4 separate regions of the Mus musculus genome follow, and regions 1, 2 and 4 are each linked to region 3. The links are chromatin contacts, called in public Micro-C and promoter capture Hi-C maps. All regions are on one chromosome and are shown on one strand. Each heading gives the region's core, a stretch centred on a gene start, on an enhancer-like site or on the middle of the called end of the contact. The rest is flanking DNA. Distances are from core to core; before and after follow the strand shown.

Evidence for each region. Promoter capture Hi-C pulls out the DNA fragments that hold promoters and counts their contacts. Hi-C and Micro-C count contacts between places; a contact is called where the count stands out from the background.
Region 1: a promoter capture Hi-C map of embryonic stem cells shows a contact between it and region 3. The contact joins the promoter of Fam135a here to the promoter of B3gat2 in region 3. A contact is called at or near these places in 12 of 39 promoter capture datasets (the C10 cell line, the HPC-7 cell line, cranial neural crest and 7 more), 6 of 484 Hi-C or Micro-C datasets (brain, embryonic stem cells, muscle stem cells and 1 more), 14 of 115 datasets of contacts at active chromatin or transcription factors (SST interneurons, astrocytes, embryonic forebrain and 6 more) and 2 of 9 other capture datasets (embryonic stem cells and liver).
Region 2: a contact with region 3 is called in a Micro-C map of embryonic stem cells, with 2.9 times the contacts expected there. The contact joins the promoter of Ogfrl1 here to the promoter of B3gat2 in region 3. A contact is called at or near these places in 3 of 39 promoter capture datasets (cranial neural crest, frontonasal cranial neural crest and pre-B cells), 4 of 484 Hi-C or Micro-C datasets (cortical neurons and embryonic stem cells) and 4 of 115 datasets of contacts at active chromatin or transcription factors (astrocytes, embryonic forebrain, forebrain and 1 more).
Region 4: a Micro-C map of embryonic stem cells shows a contact between it and region 3, with 3 times the contacts expected there. The contact joins the enhancer-like site here to the promoter of B3gat2 in region 3. A contact is called at or near these places in 3 of 39 promoter capture datasets (the HPC-7 cell line, embryonic stem cells and neutrophils), 5 of 484 Hi-C or Micro-C datasets (embryonic stem cells and nephron progenitors) and 4 of 115 datasets of contacts at active chromatin or transcription factors (astrocytes, embryonic stem cells, microglia and 1 more).

Annotation. Positions count from the first base shown.
Region 1 is chr1:24,098,904-24,101,603 of GRCm38.p6, reverse strand. It overlaps Fam135a (family with sequence similarity 135, member A), which reads left to right and starts at 1,263. Exons shown (of 21, transcript NM_026604.4): 1 at 1,263-1,543.
Region 2 is chr1:23,381,915-23,384,614 of GRCm38.p6, reverse strand. It overlaps Ogfrl1 (opioid growth factor receptor-like 1), which reads left to right and starts at 1,440. Exons shown (of 7, transcript NM_001081079.1): 1 at 1,440-1,800. The coding sequence starts at 1,564.
Region 3 is chr1:23,760,665-23,763,364 of GRCm38.p6, reverse strand. It overlaps B3gat2 (beta-1,3-glucuronyltransferase 2 (glucuronosyltransferase S)), which reads right to left and starts at 1,439. Exons shown (of 4, transcript NM_172124.2): 1 at 137-1,439. The coding sequence starts at 730.
Region 4 is chr1:23,255,470-23,258,169 of GRCm38.p6, reverse strand. No RefSeq gene overlaps it. Among named protein-coding and RNA genes, the nearest start is that of Mir30a, 15 kb to the left of the region's middle. Within about 2 kb of position 1,254, at least 346 of the 459 cell types and tissues checked have an H3K27ac peak or open chromatin away from gene starts, as enhancers often do. A contact at or near this core is called in astrocytes, embryonic stem cells, microglia and 2 more, where this site is marked.

The DNA of each region.
Region 1 (2,700 bases), core at 14-2,513, 340 kb before region 3:
CTCCCCATTCATTTTATCTTGAGCTGTGTGAAAGTGTTACAGCTCTGAGGGAAATTTTCAGCTGTTGCTGAAATTCCCAACCTTGCTTGAGTCACACACAGAAGCTTTAACGAGCTATAAAATGTCCTGCTGGTGGCCCAACTTGAGACCCATCCATGGGCAAGCACCAAACCCTGACACTATTATAAGGATACTCTGTAGGCTCCACCCAGGAGATGATTCAAACCGAAGCAGACACCCACAGCCAAATAGTGGATGGAGCGAGGGGCCTCTTATGGAAGAATAGGAGGAAAGATTGCAGTCCTGAAGGGGATAGGAACTCCACAGGAAGACCAACTAACCAGGACCCTTGGGGCTCTCAGAGACTGAACCCCCAACCAAAGAGTATACACGGGCTGGACCTAACCCCACTTCCTCCAGCATGTGTGGCTGATGTGTGGCTTGGTCTTCATGTGGGTCTTCAACAACGGGAGGGGGAGGGGAGCTACTATCCCCAAAGCAGCTCCATTTATGTGGGATATGTTTTATTAGCTGGGCTGCCTTGTCCTGCCTCAGTGGGATAGGAAGTGCCAGCCTCACAGACTCAGAGAAGGGAAGGGGGAGTGGGGGAAGGACTGTGGGAGGGGAGGGGATCTGGAAGGGGGAACCGAGCAGGATGTAAAGTAAATAAATCTTTAAAAAATGTTCTGTTCGGACAGCGGGAAAGAAGAAAATGAAGTTAATCAATGAAAGACTATGGGCTTCCGTTAATGGAATTTAAGACCTGAAAGCTTCTATTTAAGATGTCATCAATCAAGACACTAATAGATCAGCTGCACGCATGGCCACACCATGGATGGCCCCATTAGCGACTGCTGGGGCAGCACCGACCCACTGCCCTGGCAGAGGCGCGAGGGTCGGCTCTAGCCATGGCAGCAAGGAGAGAAGACGTAGATGACTTCGAGAGAAATCTCCTCAGTCTTCAACTGTCCTTTCGCATCTCTTGGGGCCCTTTAACTCTCGACCAGTGGTTCACACTATCCCCCCCCCTACCCCCAGCTCCCACCCCGGCTGGGCTCGCGCTTTTTATTGACGCAAGTCTCCCGTTCTCGCGGGAACTCGGGAGGGGCGAGCCGGGAAGGGAGAACAAATCTTCAAATCTCGGTTGGCGCCGGGGGCCCGCGGCAGCTGAGTCTCCTGGGGGGGCGGGACTTGGAGCCCAAGGGGGCGGGTCCTCGCCTCAGAGAAGGCGGGACGTTGCGGGAGGGGGAGGGGAGAGCCCCAGGGGCGGGGCCGCGGGCCGGGACCTGTTGAACGCAGGTAGCGCTCGGCGGCCCGGTTCCCTTGGGACCGACGCGACTGCGCATGCTCGCCGGCGGCTCTGGGCCGGGAGCCGAGCGCCGGAGACGAGCCGGCTCTTGGCTTTGCGGTGGTTGCGGGTGCTGCGATGGCGATGTGAGCGGGCCCGGGGCGGGATGGTGCGGACCTGGCTAAGGACGCCTACCAGCCGGACGCAGAGCTCCTCCGTCGCACAGGCGCCAGCCGAGGCCGTGCCGGTTGAGAGGTGAGCCCCTCGCTGTCCGCGCGACTCCCGGCCCCGCGACGCGGGCCAGGTCCATCTCCCCCGCGGGGCCGGACAGGAAGTGGCCTCCTCGCCTCGTCTGCCTCTGGCGCCCTGGCCTCAGTCGGAGCCGGGTCCTGGGCCCGCTGAAGGTCGGCGGGGACGCGAGGGGCGCGGCGCGCAGGCGGGTGCCCCCGGCCGGCCCTTGCCACTCGTCGTGCCCGGTGTCCCGCCGGCTCTCCGCCCCACTCCACGGTCGCCGCCTGGTCCTTCGACCCTCATTCGCTTCCACCCGCGCCCGCGCGCCCTTTGGCTCCGGGGGTCCCTCGACGTCGGTCGAGCTCTCCGCTCGGTCCAGCTCGGTCCCTCGACTGTGCATCCCCAGTCGTTAACCTCTTGGCCGTCGCCGATCAGTTTCCTCGCTGTTAGCACTATTTTCTCCTTTGGCACCTCGTTCTAGCTCTTTTGTTAGTTACTGACTTGTGGGAGGGTGGGCTTTTTGGCCTTTTGCGTTTTGTTGTTGCGTTTAAGCATCTCTTTGCTCCAGTGTCGAGCCTTGCCTTCAGAGGCCCTCACTCTCTTAACCTCTTTTGGTCCCCCCGCCTCATTGCTTTCGGTCCAGCCGCTCCTAACCACCGAACCGATTTTAGTTCTTTAATGTTGGTGTTTTGTTTTTTAAGCCATAAAACTCCTTTTTCCTATATGTGTGGATGGAACCTCTTTTTCAGTCCATATGTTTTACTTTTTATTACATCCCCGAAGAGTTGTAACAACCTCTGTTCTCTTCTGCTTTCTACGCAAGCTAGGGCTATGCCTAGTATCCCCACTGAAGCTTCCAGAGCAGTTTCTTCATCTTTCTTCACCAGAAATTCTCTAAAGAATGGCAGCTCACTTGATTGGATCTTGAATTACATGTACCAGTCATGTTATGAGAAACAAACTGGCCATTTATAAAGAGTTAAGATTTGCCAGAGGTCAGTGCTCCAGTAAATAACAGTTGACCAGGAACAAATCTGAAGTGAAATTTAACAAAAATTACTATATAAAATGTATTGATTTGTTGTTTTACGATTACGGTTGGTTACATCATTTTGAGCTTGTTCTATTTAATAAATGCGTACAGTTTTTGCGAACAAGAATAGGATAATTGCTTATCAAGA
Region 2 (2,700 bases), core at 191-2,690, 380 kb after region 3:
CCCTTGTATAGTTTGTAGGATTGCTAGGCAAATTCTCTGCGTGAGCATTCGTATGGACTGCTGCAGTCTTAATGTTACAGATAATCCTATCCCCTTCCCGACCCCCTGTTGTGGGAGAGGTGCGCAAAGCAAGCTGGCCTATTAAAACAAACATCTTATCAACCAAGAAACTCCCTACCTCAGACAGGTATGAACACCCCTCCCCCAATAATACTGTCAAGTTCTAATTTTGTTTGGATCTGACAAGGACTTCATCCTAATATCATCAGTTTTTATGAATGAATATCTGACCAGAACGTTCTTTTTGTGTGGCCCCTGATAGTCATAAGGTCATTAAAGGTGAAGCTAGATGCCATTCCAGAGAGAAAAACCTGGCTTCATTTTGAAGATGAGGAGACTACCGGGGTCTCAAGAAGTTACGTGACCTGTCCAAAGCCAGAAACTGCTAGTAGAGTCACACCCTACTGTGAAGTTTGGAAAGAAACAACCACTGATTTATCTGTGGAGAGGCATCTTCTAGCCAAATCTTCCTTAAGCAATACCCATCTACCTGGATTTGCAATCTATTTAATTACTAGTTCTGAGTACAATTGATGCATCTAATAAAACTAACCCATGATCCCAGGCAATGTCCCACGGCAGAAAAAATCCCATCAAGACTCAGGTGCAGGCATCGGGCCACTAGCTCCTGGAGTTGGTTTCACGCTCTGCCATTTTCAGATGCTTTGGTTGTTATTTTGCCTAGAAGTATTCTTACAGCAGGTTTGCCTCTGGTCCTTAGAACCATAGTCTTCAGCACTCCACTTAGAACCAGCCTGTTCATTGTATAAATGCCGACGTTTTTCTGCCCAGAGCACAAATGTGGACTACTCACTGATGAAATAAATGTGCTGGCCTAATTCTTCTTGCTCCTTTGTTTCGAGAGAAGTTTGCTTTTAAGATGAGGGGACAGAGAGCTCTGACTTTTATTTTATAGACCGCAGGGATTCTAGGTGGCCTTAAGTACTGTTCCCGAAGCTTGGATTTCCTGTTTAGAGGGTGCACTGTCAAGATTAGCTTTTGTCTTCTGCTGTGGCTAATTTGTCTTCCTCTTGGAGCAGCCAGTGGGGGCGGGGGTGTGGGCAGGACCGGTCTGCTGATGGAGACACCTCCTTCCACTCTCTGACCTGGGCGGGATCAGGCTTCTCGCTTGGCTGGGAGGAGCCCCAAGGGGGCGGATCCCGGTCCACAGGGGGCGGGGCAGCTGACCCCTGGCCACTCCCGGGGACCGTGGAGGGGGGCGCGTCCCGGTGGAGCTGGTGCCGCGCGCTCGGGAGTGGGTTGGCTTCGCTGGGGCGGGGCGGGGCAGGGCGGGGCGGCGGCGGGATGGGCTGGCTGGGACGCGTGCGGCGGCGGCTCCGGGGGGCCCGGCTCCTCCCCGCCTGTGCGCCGGAGCGCCGGCGGCCGCGCTGAGCTGTGCGGCGCGGGCCGGGCGAGCAGCCGCCTGCGCCCCGAGCGAGCGGAGCGCGGCCATGCCCGGGCCCTAGCGCGCTACCGCAGCCCGCGCCCGCCGCCGCCTCTTCAATGGGCAACCTGCTCGGCGGGGTCAGCTTCCGCGAGCCCACCACCGTGGAGGACTGCGACTCCACCTGGCAGACCGATTCGGAGCCCGAGCCCGAGCAGCCGGGGCCGGCAGGCGGTGGCGAGGGCCAGCAGCACGACGAGCCGGAGCAGCCCAAGCAACCTCCCGAGAGAGCCGGAGGGCGGCCCCGCGCCAGCCCCGTGCCCGAGGACCACGCCGAGGCGGCGGGCGCGGAGCAGGTACGCGGCCCCGGGACCCACGGTGGGCCCGGCGAGGTCGTGCTCCCGGCGCCCGGGAGGGGACTGCCCCCGGGGATGCAGGGCGGGATGCTCGGCGTGCTTGGCCCGGGCACCCGACCTAAGGGAGCCTGCGGTGCCCAGGTGGCTAGCTGCTAGCCCAGGGGGCCTTGCTGTGAACCTCGCAGGGAAGTCTCCCCAAGGCAGACCCCGACCCCACTCGGTGTTCTCTTTGCCTCTGCAGCGCAGCTGGGTGATGCGAAGGTGGGGTGGGAGGAACTAAACTAAAAATAGAAGATTGTGAGGAGGACCCGGCCAGTGCCTGTTATTGATTTTTTTTTAATTTTAATTTTTTAAAAAAAGATTTAAAATATTATTCAGAGCAAGACAACTGCAGTTGTGAAGCGGCCCGCAGCCTCCCCCTCCCAGCGAGGGTCCAACGGGCATTAAAAGTATCACAGAAGGTTCCTGAGCAAACTTAAAATAACACCGTTCATTTCCCCAAGAGAAACCTTTCAACGACTTGAGTATTCCTTTAACATTTACGTTCACCCAGAAGACTTGTTGATCCAACCAAGCTTAAGTCAGTTGACCAATACAATTAGGTAGATAGGTTAGAAGAGAGATAGATGGCGTCCCTTAACCTCTTGTGGCTTCAGAAACTTTTAAAAGGAGGAACTGTATATTTTTAAAGAAGTCTGCACCGTTTAAGGTTGGTGGTTCTGTATTAGGCCTCCCTCTTACAACTTGAAGGAAAATGGAGCCCAAAATCCAATGTGACTTTAGGGGAAGCATCACCTTTCCAGGAAGTCCGAGCCTTCCCATCCAGGTTAATTGAGCGTGTTATTGAATGGAATGCAATTTCCAGGTGTGCGGTCCGTTTTAATTCCCCATTTTGGAGAA
Region 3 (2,700 bases), core at 190-2,689:
CGTGCTCGAAGGGACTGAGAACTCAAAAGTGTACAGGAAGCACAAAGGGCATGCAGACCTTCGGGGCCCAACCGCCCCTTGTCCCCCCTCCCCCCCACACACACCCTACACCCCACCATCGGCGCTGGACCACTACCTCCTGGAAGAGCTCCAGACTGTACGTGTTGTCATCGTCGGCGAAGAAGAGCACGCCGGGTTGCGCGCTCTGATGCTGATGCCTCTGGCGCAGCCAGGCGAGGCCCGCGTTGCGCTGTTCGGTGGCGCGCGGCAGCCACGGTCGCTTGTAGCGCCGCGGCGTGGGCACATGCAGGTGCGTGTTGGGCAGGCCGGCCCGAGCTAGGAAGCTGCTCACCAGCTCGCTGCGCGTCGCCCGGTCCTCCACCAGGATCCAGTGCAACTGCGCCACCTGGCGGAAGGTGTTGGCCAGGCGAGTGAGCTCGGCTTTCTGCACCGGGCGACTGTAGGTGGGTGTGATGGCATAGATGGTGGGCAAGCGCGGCTCCGGCTGCAGCTGAGGCCGAGACTCGTTCCGCTTCTCGGCAGCGTCACGCCCGGGGCTACTCCGTCGGAGCGGGACTCGGGAGCCCCCGCAGCCCACTGCATGGGGAGAGAAGTAGGGACGGGAAGTGAGTTGGGGCGCGGGCCTGCGGGGGTCCACGTCCAACATGATGATGACAATCAGGATCCAGGGCAGGAGGATGAAGAAGCGGCTGCACAGCGCGGACTTCATGGTGCGCGCTCCCCAGCGTCTCGGACACCACCCCCTGCAAGGACTAGGCTCCGGGTAGGGGACCTCTGTGTGCAGTTAGGACAGCGGCAGCGTCTGCAATCAGGGAGAAGCCGCAAGCGCGCTCCCCTTCCGGACTGGGGCGTTGCGGGGACCTGGGCGTTGTGGGGTCGGCGCAGATGCAGGGCAAGCTAGAACTCCAGGGGGTGCAGGAGGACCGGCTAGGGTCTTGGGTCACTCTGGATGAAGTCGGCGGGAATCTGGACACGGTCCAGCCGCACTCCGCAGGTCCCGGAGTTGTGCCGAGTGCAAGCCAGGCGGCGGTCCCCGCTGCGCTCTTTTCCCGAGTGCGAGCCTGGAACGTACCAGGCGTTGTACCTTGCCGCTCCTGTCCCGCGTCGCTGAGGGCTAAGAGGATCCAGCTGCTGGCCTGGGCGAGCGTTCCGGGACCCCTTTGAAGGCGGTTGCCGGGAATGCTGAGGGCTTTCCTCCGTCACATGTCGGCCGGTGCAGCTGCGATCCCGGGTGGACACCGAGGATGCTGCGTCCCTAAGCTCCCGTTCGAGCGCCGCGGCAGAAACCTGTGCCGCTCTCTCCTTCTCGGAACCTCTCCCGGCTCCAGACAGCAAGATCCCAAAGCAGGGAAAGAAAGAAAAAGCGAGGGGGCGGGGGCGCTGCAGACTCGGGCGTCCTCCTAGTGCTCCGGTGGGAAGATAGCAGCGCTGCTACTGGCGGAGAGGGGCTGCGGGGCGGAGGCGGGAAGGGCCAAGGCTCTCTGCGGGGTCTGAGCCCGGTGGCACCAGGCGCTGCCTGCGGGCAGAGGCAGGGGGAGGGAGGAGGATCTCTGCTGGGTTGCGCGACCTCTGCCTGGGGTGTGTGTGTGTGTGTGTGTGTGTGTGTGTGTGTGTGTGTGTGGAGGTGGTGGGTGCTGTTTTCAGATCGCCCCAGGGTTCAGCTCACTGAACTGCTGCAGGGTCTTTGGAGATCAGCCAAGGAAACCCATTCACGTGTGACAAGTCCGGAGTCCTAAAGAGGGCAGAAGGAGAAAGAGGGAGGGGACAAAGCGGTCCTTCCCTGGCTTGAGGGTTGGTGTACAGAACCTCAGCAAAGAGAACCACTTTCTCTTGAAAGGCAGAAATCAATAGAATCCCACAGAGATGGAGGGGGTGCCGCACATAGGTGTCTGGCATGTGTGCCAGCCCATTCCAAGGAATCAATCGCAACTGCTCGGCCACAGTTGGATCTGTGGGGGACATTTTGACAACTCCGGCTGAGTATGTGTAACTTGCTTTTGTTCATGTTGGAGCCTTCCCAGTTTGCAGGCACAGGAATTATCCCCCAGGACCATCCCTGTAATCCTTTCAAGGAGGCTTTGGAGGTGGAATCACCTTCATTTTCTGGATGAAGGAGCAGAAGATGGAGACTTAAGGGAATTTCCTGAGGTCAGTGGTAACTGACTTAGTGGAAATAGAACGTGGGCGTCCTGGATAGAACCCACTGCCTCTTCACTGCACATCATCAGCACAGCCTGGCTGTGAGTGACCGGTCTTCCTAGGTGATGCCATCAGATCAAGTGGGTCAGAGGATGGCAAGCGGAAATACCTGGAAGACCCTCTCATATATAGAGAATCTATTAGCCGAACGAACCCCAGGCTGTTCTCATTCCAAGCACATTCCAGGGAGTCTGAGGAAAGCACCCCCACCCCCAATGAATCATTTCTGATTCCGTTTTCCTCCGCAACCCGACTTTCTCTGTCGCATGAAAATCCTTTTGACTATGTTCCTGAGGAACAAGCAGCACGCTGGGGCAGATCCTCCACCTTCACGTGGCTGTGTCCTGCATCTTGGGTTCGGTGTCTGGCACTGCGCACCTGTGAATTTTCACAACTACTCTCTTATGTTGTGGGGTAGTCACTAGAGAAGACTGCTCCGACTTGGGTTGAAGCAAATATATAAAGCATTTATTAGCCAGC
Region 4 (2,700 bases), core at 5-2,504, 510 kb after region 3:
GGTGGAGTGGACTTTTTATTATTTTTATCTGGGCACTGGATATTTTTTGTGAGCAAATATATGCTGAATATCTAACTTACAAACTTGCATTGTTTATAAGCTTCTAAGCTCCATGGTGGGGAGAAAATAGCCAGCGGAGCACCTGCTATAAAAGCGGCACTCTCACAAAGTGAGAAAACTGTGGTACTTGAACATGTACATACAGAGCCAATACATTCTTTATACATTGCCATAACATATATATGCAGTATTTACATGAGTTCTGTTCATAGCAAGGTTTGGTTTTACTTTGATGGAAAAATGTAGGTTATCTGATAACCAAAAGTTAAGATTTCATTATTTTACATATCTCAAATGATAATAGTTCAACGACAGTGTCAGAACAAACTTTGTAATTATTCTTTGAAATTATACACAGCACTAACACATCTCAACAAAGATGATTATGTAAGTGAGCTGACTTGGCGTCAGTGATATGAACACGGTGGCTATTTTCAATCCTTCATTAAAATTAGATCAAGATGTACTAGCATTGCTACCGTGCCTGCCCGCAAGGGAGACTTAACATTACTTTTAAGATTTACTTGGATTACAAATAAAGTTTTCTTCTCCTTCTCTTGTCACCGGAGACCCCTCCCCACCAACACCTCACCCTTCAACAAAACTTTTCAGTAGAAACCAGTGATACAGAAACCAACGCCATAAACACAAACGCCTGCCCTGGTTTATGCTCTCCTTTGCATAATAAATACTTCACGCTTCTCCAAAATGCCTGGAGAAGGGCTTGCTGGGGGCACCTGCCACTTCACCCTCAGGATTGGTTCTGTCCTGGCCCTAGGACTTCAAGGACTTCGAACAGGGTATCTAGACCAGTCTTAAGAATTGCAAATAAAGTAATGGATACCTTATTTTGCACTCTGGAAGGATCGGTGTGTTTAAGCCACCCGACTTAAAAGTTACTTCTGAGAAAGGCTGAAGGGTGAGTCCCGGGTGCATATAAATATATCCCGGCCTACCATTTCACAACTCCCGCACCACAACGAGGCTTGGAGAAAAAAGAAAAGAAAAGAAAAAAAAAAATCTCCATCGGAGACACATTTCAAAGCTACAAGACTCGAGCGGCTGTCGCCTCCGAGATCACCCACGAGGTGATCTAAGCGGTTAAATCATTGGTCCAAGGTCAAGCAGAGCCAGTCGCAAGCAGCGCAGCTCTGCGACCTTCTAACCTCTCCACCCCGCCCCCGCCAGGCCCCGGACAGCCTTCGCCCCCGAGAGGTTCCCACGGATACCGTCCCCGCGTCAGCGGCACGCCAGCGCCTCTCGCCCGACCGCACTTGTATTTGTTCTCCCCGCCCGCTCCAAAAAAAAGTATTAAAGGCTCTCCTCACGCCTCGGGCCGCGCAGGCGCTCGAGCTCGCGGGCCCCGTCCCGAAGCCGGCTCCCCAAAGCCGCGGCCCGGCTCGGCCCAGCCTGAGGAGAAGCCTCAAACTTTTCCCGGCTCGCACGTCGCGGAGTCCGGCCCGCCGCATTGTCTCCGCGGCCTGAGCGCTGCGGGCCCGGGCGAGCCTCCCCGCACCGCCGCCGCGCTCTTTGTGTGTGTGTGTGTATGTGTGTGTGTGTGTGTGTGTGTGTGTGTGTGCGCGCGCGTGTGTGAATGTGTGTGTCTGTGTGTGCGTGTGTGTGGTGGCCGCGGCTGACAGGACAGTGGAGGGCTGGGCGCGCCCGCAGCTCCGTCCCCGCCCGCCAAGGACTGCGGCGAGCTCTTCTTGCCCGGGGCGCTCGCGGGGCACGAGCAGCCAGCCGCGGGCCCGCCGCCCTCACCACCCGCGCCGCCCGCCGCGCTCCCTACCTCCGCAGCCCGCCGCGCAGCCCCGCTCCCGCGCCTCAGCCCGGCTCAGCGGCCCGGCGCGCTCGCTCAAGAACCCGGGGGGAACGCGCCCCGCCCCCTCGGCTGGCGCCGTCCAATGAGCTCAGCCCGTGGGGAGGCGGGGCCGTCCAATCAGATGTCCGGACGCCCGGCAAGTCGGCCAATAGGAAGCGACTCCGGCTACACACCCGCCCTGATCCTCGAAGAGCGAACCGCTCAGAGCCCAGAGGTGGGACCTGATCCTGCCGCCCAGAGCAAGTCCAGTCGGGCCGGGCAGCGTCGCGAGGGAGTAGGCCTGGGCAGGTCTGGAGCCTGACTGCCCTCATTGTAGGCAGGTGACGTGTGCTTGTGAGGTTCAGCAAGATCTCCGCCCTCAAACCCAGACTGCTCTCATGCAAGAGAGCTGCACACATAGGTTGGAACATTATTAATCAACGTTATTAATTTTTAAAGTTAAGTAAGGCGTCTCGCATTAGAAAACGGAATGCATAAGCAGACAGCACTCAAATTGCTTTTTCTGCGGTCTTGGACATCTGTGTTCTTAAAGAATTAGCCAGAGCACCAGGTATCTCAAACCTGCTAGTTTCTGTTCTAATAAAAATCCAGACCATTAGTGGCATATATGATTTTTCTTTTCCTAAAGGAAAATTGCATTTAGGACTTAAAAAGTGAACCTTATTGTTATGTTGCTGTTTTGAGATGGGGCCTTTCTGTGTAATTCAATCTGCTTTAACCCAATATCCTCTTCCCTCAGCCTCCTGAGTGCTGGCATCAAAAGCTCATCACAGTATCCAGTTGAGAATCTTATTTCTAAAACAAAGTCGCACAAACTA